Regions from separate parts of the Oryctolagus cuniculus genome. Here all the other regions are linked to region 1. The links are chromatin contacts, called in public Hi-C and Micro-C maps. All regions are on one chromosome and are shown on one strand. The core of a region is the stretch at or near the end of the contact, and the rest is flanking DNA. Distances in the headings are between cores, read along the strand shown. Region 1 holds the start of ASPN (asporin). Region 2 overlaps CENPP (centromere protein P). Region 3 overlaps IPPK (inositol-pentakisphosphate 2-kinase).

Evidence for each region. Hi-C and Micro-C count contacts between places; a contact is called where the count stands out from the background.
Region 2: a Micro-C map of ear pinna shows a contact between it and region 1, with 3 times the contacts expected there. The contact joins the enhancer-like site here to the promoter of ASPN in region 1. A contact is called at or near these places in 2 of 6 Hi-C or Micro-C datasets (ear pinna and skin fibroblasts).
Region 3: a contact with region 1 is called in a Hi-C map of skin fibroblasts, with 1.7 times the contacts expected there. The contact joins the enhancer-like site here to the promoter of ASPN in region 1. A contact is called at or near these places in 2 of 6 Hi-C or Micro-C datasets (psoas muscle and skin fibroblasts).

The regions. Positions count from the first base shown.
Region 1 is chr1:146,330,029-146,332,757 of mOryCun1.1, forward strand. ASPN (asporin) reads left to right here and starts at 1,349. Exons shown (of 9, transcript XM_051859178.2): 1 at 1,349-1,941. The region is part of intron 5 of CENPP (centromere protein P); the gene reads right to left.
Region 2 is chr1:146,246,426-146,249,125 of mOryCun1.1, forward strand. All of the region lies in intron 5 of CENPP (centromere protein P), which reads right to left. Among named protein-coding and RNA genes, the nearest start is that of ECM2, 24 kb to the right of the region's middle. Within about 2 kb of position 1,291, at least 3 of the 8 cell types and tissues checked have an H3K27ac peak or open chromatin away from gene starts, as enhancers often do. A contact at or near this core is called in ear pinna, where this site is marked.
Region 3 is chr1:146,226,182-146,228,881 of mOryCun1.1, forward strand. IPPK (inositol-pentakisphosphate 2-kinase) reads left to right here. Exons shown (of 13, transcript XM_002708226.5): 13 at 1,751-2,700. The coding sequence ends at 1,976. All of the region lies in intron 8 of CENPP (centromere protein P), which reads right to left. Among named protein-coding and RNA genes, the nearest start is that of ECM2, 44 kb to the right of the region's middle. Within about 2 kb of position 1,435, at least 3 of the 8 cell types and tissues checked have an H3K27ac peak or open chromatin away from gene starts, as enhancers often do.

The DNA of each region.
Region 1 (2,729 bases), core at 99-2,598:
AACTATAGCACAAAAATGCACATATATAATCCCAAAATATAATTAAAAATGTTCATAGCAGCTCTTCAAAAGGAACTTAACGCTGCTGAATTTATAAACTATTCGTGGCATACTCCTACAATGGAATACAATACAGTAACGAGAATGAACTACTGCTGACCACAATGGCATGGACGGGTCTCAAAATATGATGTTGAATGAAAAAGCCAGATACAAGAGAAAATATAAAGTATGATTCTATTTACACAAAGTCTAGGAAATAATCTAGGGGGGGTGATGTCAGGCAGTGGCTTTCTGGGGGATGAGGAGAGATTCAGGAGAGCTGGGATTTCTGGATCAAGAACCAGCGTGTAATTAACTAGGCTGTACTATTATGATGTTTTATTCTGTAATAGACTCTTCAACAAAAAGTTAAAAACAAAACAACACGTTGTGCAGCACACATTGGATTTTACTCAAAGCTTCCTGTTTATGACTAAGCTAGGATGGAATTCGGGCTGACGTTGGATGCCCTGGATACAAAGATTAGTAAGATCCACTTCATACTTTCATGATGTTTCAATTCATCAAGTTAACAGAGAAATTTGCAACTAAAACATAATTGCACAAACAGTACATGAGCACTCTACCCCAAATAGGATGGCTGCCATCCGCAGGTCAGTGGGGGTGAAGTGGGTCCTGAGCTATGCTTAGGGCTGGCCTTCTGAGGGCCAGAATACAGATGTAGGGCTGAGTTTTTATTTTAGTGAGGGGGGAATAGATACAACTGCCCGCTCCACACATTCCTCCATGACTACAGCTGGCTCACTTCAGTACTGTGGCCATTTCTTGAGATTGGGAACACGGGTCTTCAGATTCTTTATGACAAGAAAGAAGTTCTGCTAACCCACTGGAAGAGGTCTTCACAAACAGGCAGGCATCCAAATTCACACAGCAGTCTAGTGATGCACAGGTCACCTACACCAGCGAGTGTCACTAGAGTAGAAAACTGTCTTGTATTGAAGCATGTCTTAGCCGATGCAGGACCTGGGCAATCTCTAGGGGTGGGTAGAAAAGTTGGAACAAATATGGATTTTCTTCCGAGCATGGCACCTTCCTGCTCTCAAATCATCACCAGCACTGTCACACCTGATACACTCTTACAGAGGGAGAGTGGCTAGATGAGTCCTAGGGAGTCACCTGGACACATGCAGCTGTCTCATACCACACTTTATAGGCCAGCCAGTAGCCACAGGGCCTGGTGTGCCGTTTCTCCCAAAATGCCTGTGGCTGGCTAATAGCCCTCTATTGCCAAAGGCTTTTTAAAAAAAAAGTCTTGAGAAATGTGCTTAATGTAATAGCTCCAGTCATTAGCAGAAAGTAAGAGAACGGCTCCTTGCTCAGGTTCCTCTGGAGCTGGGGTTTATACCTCAATTATGTTGGCACTCAATACTGAGATTGAGAAATGTTTTACTAGTCTATATTGGGTGTCTGATTTTTAAAGTTGTAATTCACAAGCCTTCATTCACTTAAGAATTTTCTATGTATTTTTTCAAATCAGGTATTTCTTGAGTGACTCTGACTGCACTTTCAATGGCTGGTTGCCATGCATTATTAAACTCTCCCACCTCCCCCTCCTTTTTTTTTTTAGAATCTTCCAGTAGACGTCTAGAGTGTAGCTAGAAGTCTTGGCTCCGATACAGACAGTGATGGAAAACATATGAGCAGTAACGAGTTTTAATCTCACTGCTCAGTCCTAACATGGACTAATCTGTGGCAGCAGTTTACTCGAGCATCACCCAGGGTGCAGCACACCAGGCTGTGCTGCAGGGTGCTTTTTCTTTTAAATGCAACACCTTCTCATCTCTGCTGCCTAAGCAGTACCTGGGAACATTTATATTAAGACGAGTAGTACATGGTGGGTAAGTTCTACTTTCAAGAGGACTACTCTCTTTCAATAAGGTATGTTTTCATGTCTGCCTTACATGTATAATTACTTTATAGTCAATGCTAAGGAGACATTAATGTTACTAGTAAATGTCTGTAAATTATATTAAAATTTAAAGCTTATCTCTGATTTCTTAAAAATCAGCAGCTTTAACACAAACCTAAACTTTGTGTTCAAAATTAATCTAGTTTATGCATAATTGATTTATTTGAAATATAATTATGACTATTTATAACTAAGTGAAAACCTGTCAATATGCTTTACCATAAATGTTAACCTGACTTATTTTATTTTAGAAAATCATTTAAATAAAAATTTTAATATGTCCTTCTAGGAAAATAGCATTAATAATTAATGATAGTGAAGTTTAGGGATATCACAGATACACTAAATAAAACAGTAAATATTTCTTTCAAAGTATAAAACTTTTCTAATGTAATTTAAAAATGTGAATAATTCAAATGTAATTTTTATTTACACATTTAAATATCCATATTTTCCCTCAATAAATGTCCTCCTTATTCTTATGTAATAAAATGGTACTGGATAGTTAGGACAGAAATCCTCATAATTCCAAGAAAGAGCTCAGGATAGAAATTCTCAGAATGCCAAGAAAGAGTACTTATCAGCAATAGTTAAACTAGCTCTATATTAGAGATTTCTGTGCACAAACTCCACAGTCAGAATTTAACATGCTCAAGGATTTCATCTGTCCTCCCTCAACCCAAACTAAATGTTTGATTAAACCTGGATTGAAACAAATTGAAGAATGAATTCAATACAGAGCACAGCACTCCACCAT
Region 2 (2,700 bases), core at 41-2,540, 84 kb before region 1:
CAAAAAGTCAAAAAGTCAAGGTAGAAAGGTAGACAATTAAGACATAAGTAAACTAACGGTTGGTGTTGTGGCACAGAGGGTTAAGCAGCCGTCAGGGTGCCAGATGGAGTCTTGGCTGCTCGACTTTTCATCCAGATTCCTTTCAGTGCACCAGGGAAAGCAGTGGGAGAGGGCCTACATGCCTGGGCCCCTGCCACACATGTGGGAGACTCAGATGAGCTTCTGGGCTCCTGGCTCCAGCCTGGCCCTGCTCCAGCCATCGTGGCCCATTTGGGGAGTGAACCAGCAGATGGAAGACCTCTTAGCCTTGTCACTCTGCCATTGAAATAAATAAATCTTCAAAAAGGAAATAAATGAAATTTATAATAGAAAAACCATGGTGTCAAAACGCCTCCCTTGGCTACTACTACCGTTTTGGCTGGAGAAATCTTTTTTCGTTTCTCATCCAGGAGGCCTGTGGCTGTGCTGGTGGCTTGACTTCCTGTCTCGGGATCTTTTCTAGGTCTGCTCTATCTATCCTTGGGGAAACTCCCCAGGATTTGGTAAAGAACATATCGTCTAGCTTGTTTCCTGTGATCCTCCTGGATTAGAACTACCGATCTGCAAGCCCATCTCAGCTGAGGTGTCCAGAACACTGTATGGGGAGCAGCCACTATGTTTTTTTCAGGGTCAAAAGTAACAGGGTCATACCTTTCTTTTTTATTTTTTAAAGATTTTTTTTTTTTTGAAAGACAGAGTTAGAGAGAGAGAGGCGTGGGGAGGGAGGGAAGAGACAGAGACTGAGAGATCTTCTATCTGCTGGTTCACTCCCCAAATGGCTGCAACAACTGGAGCTAGGCCAATCCGAAGCCAGGAGCCAGGAGCCTCCTCCGGGTCTCCCACCTGGGTGCAGGGCTCCAAGCACTTGGGCCATCCTCTGCTGCCTTCCCAGGTCATCAGCAGGGTGCTGGACTGGAAGTGGAGTGGCCAGGACTCGAACTGGTGCCCATATGGGATGCCGGTGCTGCAGGCAGAAGCTTAACCTACTATGCCACAGTGCCGGCACTTGGGGGCCATACTTTTCAATAATTATATTTTGGATTTTTCCCCCTCAAGGTAATACCTCATGCACAGTGATTTTTGATTATTTTCCTCTGTGCTCTAGGTTTCAGTGCATTCCCATTTTCTTGATAGTTCAATGTGCAGAAAGACTTAACATTATCTGAAAAGATGGAGATTTTGACGTTGACTCCCTCATGGCTCATATATACAAAACTTCAATTGCTTAATATTTCTGAGACTAGGGGCCCACATGATTTTTGTTCAACTATAATTAGTTACATCATGTTTGAGATAAATGGGCCCAAAGCCACTGCTCAGAAATCTGTTAGGTGAAGATCTTTAGTTGTAGACATTTTATATTTGTGAGTTTTCTACTAGTCTTCCAAAATCTCCCTCTACTAATAATTCATCTAACCTGTAATTTTAAAATAACACTTGAAGAAACATACAAATTTCCAGAAGCCAAGGCTGACCAAAGAAATGGAAAAGGATTGTAGTTCTTAGCTTTACTTGGAAACAAAGACCTGAAGTTTGAGGGCTGGAGAGGGACGAGAGCCCCAGGGACCAGGCGGCTTGCATAACCAACTTTGATTATGCAGCCCTGGCCAACAGCAGGATGGAAACAAGAGAGTGAGTGCCAGGACAGTCAAGCTGTCTGCTTTTTTCTTAAAGACAAAACAGCTAAAAGACAAGTTCTAGTTTCCTAAAAGTTATTCTTCAGCATTAAATAAAAAGATCTATGCCGTTCTTTAAAATCAAGTGTCATGAATAAGCAGAGCACTTATTCGCTCATTTGTAATAGAAAGGAGATTCTCTATGTAAAATGTCATGAGTCCTAAATACTAACCAGCTGTGTTTCACTGTCTCTTAGAAAGCAAGAAGATGCACTGAAAGAAACCAAAGCTAGAGTCTGAAAAAAAGTCTCAAGAAAAAGTGGTTAGCAATCAATTATGTTAAGACTGACATGTGCTCACCCCTACCATCTCAGCAGAGGGCTGGCTCAATGCCTGCCAGGGAGCATTTGCAAAATTTTTTTTTCATCTTTTCTGCTCCATACCCTTTGTACATGAACACGATGGCGATGTTCTCATAAAGTGCTCCTAAACGCCTGGCTTACGCTAACATGTTATGGACATGTGGAATCGTTTACCTAATCACAGTCTACACAGCAAGGCAGGTGCCAAAGGGAAATGTGTCTCCTGAAGGGCCAACTTCCACATTCTTAGGGAGAAGAAATAATCGACTCTTTTGGAGGGAGTTGGGATAATACTGTGTAGCTTGTGTTTATTAGATGAGTACACTGTTTTAAACTAATTACAAATATCCTAAATATTAGGTAAAAATGGATAGAGTCAGTGTGGAGGTCGCCCGGGGCACCTGGCAAAAAGGAAAGCCTTAGTAAAAATCCCCAGGAGTGGGGGCTGGCTCCATGGCTCACTGGGTTAATCCTCTGCCTGCAGCACCAGCATCCCATATGGGCGCCAGATTCTGTCCCAGCTGCTCCTCTTCCAGTCCAGCTCTCTGCTGTGGCCTGGGAAGAAAGTGGAGTATGGCCCAAGTGCTTGGGTACCTGCACCCCCATGAGAGACCATGGGGAGGCACCTGGCTCCTGGCTTCGGATCAGCATAGTTCCGGCTGTGGCGGCCATTTGGGGAGTGA
Region 3 (2,700 bases), core at 185-2,684, 100 kb before region 1:
TCTCTTTGTTACCCTTCCTGTGGCTGCAGACACATTGGGATTTGGGAACTGCGCCCAGGCCTCTTGTCCCCAGCTCCCCTTGACTTCCTGTTCCCAAACAGTGTGGCGGTGGCTTGGGCTTCTCTGCCCCTTGGTGTCCTTGGGGGCCCCTGGGGCCCCTGGCTACCCTCCCAGCTGGCGAGTGCTCGAAGGTCAGCTGTCCAGATGGGGACAAGGCCCCTGCAGCGCTAAGCTCGCCCATGCCCAGTAGCTAAGGCTGCTGGAGGTCCCTGGGAGCTCCCCCTAGTGTCAGCAGAAAAGCCTTTTGACGTCAGGCCGGCGTGCACTGGCGGCTGCCCCAGGCCCGTGCGAGCTTACGGTGAGCAGGGTGGTTGGCCCTCCCCAGGGCTGTCTTTATACCTGTTGACTTGTTGGGGGGTGCACTGAGGTGTCCTGTAAGGTACACAGCAGGGGTGGGTTCAGCCTGGTAGTTAGGATGACTGTATCCTGCACCAGAATACATGGTGTGATGACCGCCTCCAGTTCCTGCTTCTTGATAATGCAGACTTGTTGGGAGGCAGTGGTGATGTAATGGACGGCTCACGTAATGGATGCCTTCCACCCAGGTGGGAGACCAGGATTGCTTCCCTGGCTTTGGCCTGTCCCAGCTCTGGCCATTGTGGGCATTTGGGGTATGAACCAGTGAAAGGGAATTCCCTCTCTTTCAAACAAGTAATTTTTGAAAGTAAATAAAATGCACAGTCCTTGTCATGGGCCAGAGATTTGGCCACTCTAGCCCAGCCCAGTTGCACTGAGCCCAGATTTCTGGCCTCGGGCTGCGTGGGCCAGGATGAGCCACCTTTGCCTTCTGGCTGCCGGAGGCAGACTGCAGGCCTTCACAGACTCCTGAGTTACTTGCTCTTCTCTGCTGCTCAGGAGGGAGTAGTGACCCCGTAGCTGCGGCAGGAAGTCAGTTTTCCCTGTAAACAGATCTGGAGCAGGAGTGGAGTGCGTGCAGCTGTGGAACAGCACTGTTGAAACAGGCGCGTGCGTGTTCACTGCACTCCTCTCCCGGGCAGGAGCTTTTGAAACTTGGGTTTGTTTTTTTCTTTTTCCTTTTTAAAGTGATTTCTAAATCTAGAAGAGTGTAATAAGCATGGACCAGAACCTGAGAATACTTCTCTGAGCCAAACTGAATTTATATAATCTATTTAGCCAATCTCTTGAATGTTGCCTGTATGCCGAGTGTTTAGAGCAGAGTGGGACACACAGAAATCTCAGTGCAGATTCAGAGTGAATCTGAAAGTGCTTCTGAGTATATTTTGTTACGAGCACATGACTATTCTGATGTTTATAAAAGCCGCAGAACTAAGCCCTGAGAAGATACAGAGCATTGGAGATAGCGTTTGAGAACAAAGCTTGACACCAGATCCCTTTCTGCAAACGGGAGAAGCATGGAGGAGCCCGGCTCTCAGAGAGGTCTGTTCCTGACATCTCACCCACTCGCCTGCGGAGTGGCCACATCCACTTCTTCTTAGGTTTTGTAATACTTGGCTCACGATGAAGTGACTTTCTCAGGGTTCGTTTATATCACTGGGATGTGGGGAATATCACTCATGTTCTCTGCAGGATTGCTTTTCTGGCTAATCCTTTAACCCCGTCTCGCCTGGTTTGGAGTCACCGTAGGCACTACCTGCTGGTGTGCGTGGCTGGCGTGGGACGAGGGCACTTGGCAGTTGTGTGCATTCTCAAGTTGCGTTTCTACTTGCAGCTCTGATCAGAGGCTCGTGGTCCCCTCGTCGAGGTCTCAGCTCGCCTTCTCCGTGTCTGTGCTGGACCTCGACCTCAAGCCCTATGAGAGCATTCCTCACCAGTACAAACTGGACGGCAAGATAGTCAGCTTCTACTCAAAGACTGTGCATGCCAAAGACGACACGGTGATGTCGACGCGGTTCAAGGAGAGCGAGGACTGCACGCTGGTTCTCCACAAGGTCTAACTCCTTCCCTGGCGTGTCTCTGAAACTTGAACACAGACTGTGAAGGTTGAATGCTAGAGCTGTTTTCTGTTGCGTTGGGTGACTTTGGTTGTGACTCTTTTTGCATTTAACCCCCGCTCAGGTGGGTTGCCTCTGGGAGGTGTAGAATGGAAGAGCACTAGGAACATCTGACAGGACTAGGAATGTAGGACGTGAGCGCTGTGTCCCAGGAAGCTGCTGCTCATGGTCTTAAAATGGAAGTGTCCGTTACGCCCTGGGAAGACGTTCTGGGTGGTTCTTTCTTCCACCTGGGGGCTCACGTCTAATTCTCTGATGCAGAAAGCCTTATCCTAAGACCCAAGGTTTGGATCTCCTACCACCAGACTCCTAACTTAGAAAACTTGAATTGTCACGAGCATCCTACCGTTTGGACTTTAAGGAAACATGGATACTACTGGAACGTCCCTCTCTGAGTCCTTGGTCACTTTCTCAATGCAAGCCACACGTGGGCACAGTGCAGGGCGTGCCCGGGGGTGGTGTGAGCCGCCTAGACTCGGGTCCCTGTGGAGGTGCCGACGCCCGTGGCTCCGTGGCAGGTCGGCAAGGAGCAGAGACTCAGGTCAGGATGGACACCACTCCGCGTGAGCACTGTTTTTCCTTCACGGTTCTCTTTCGGGGGAGGCAGGCTTGCTTTCCCACCTGAAGTTGCTGCTGTAGAGGTGGGGGCAGAGCTGTCACTTGCCGA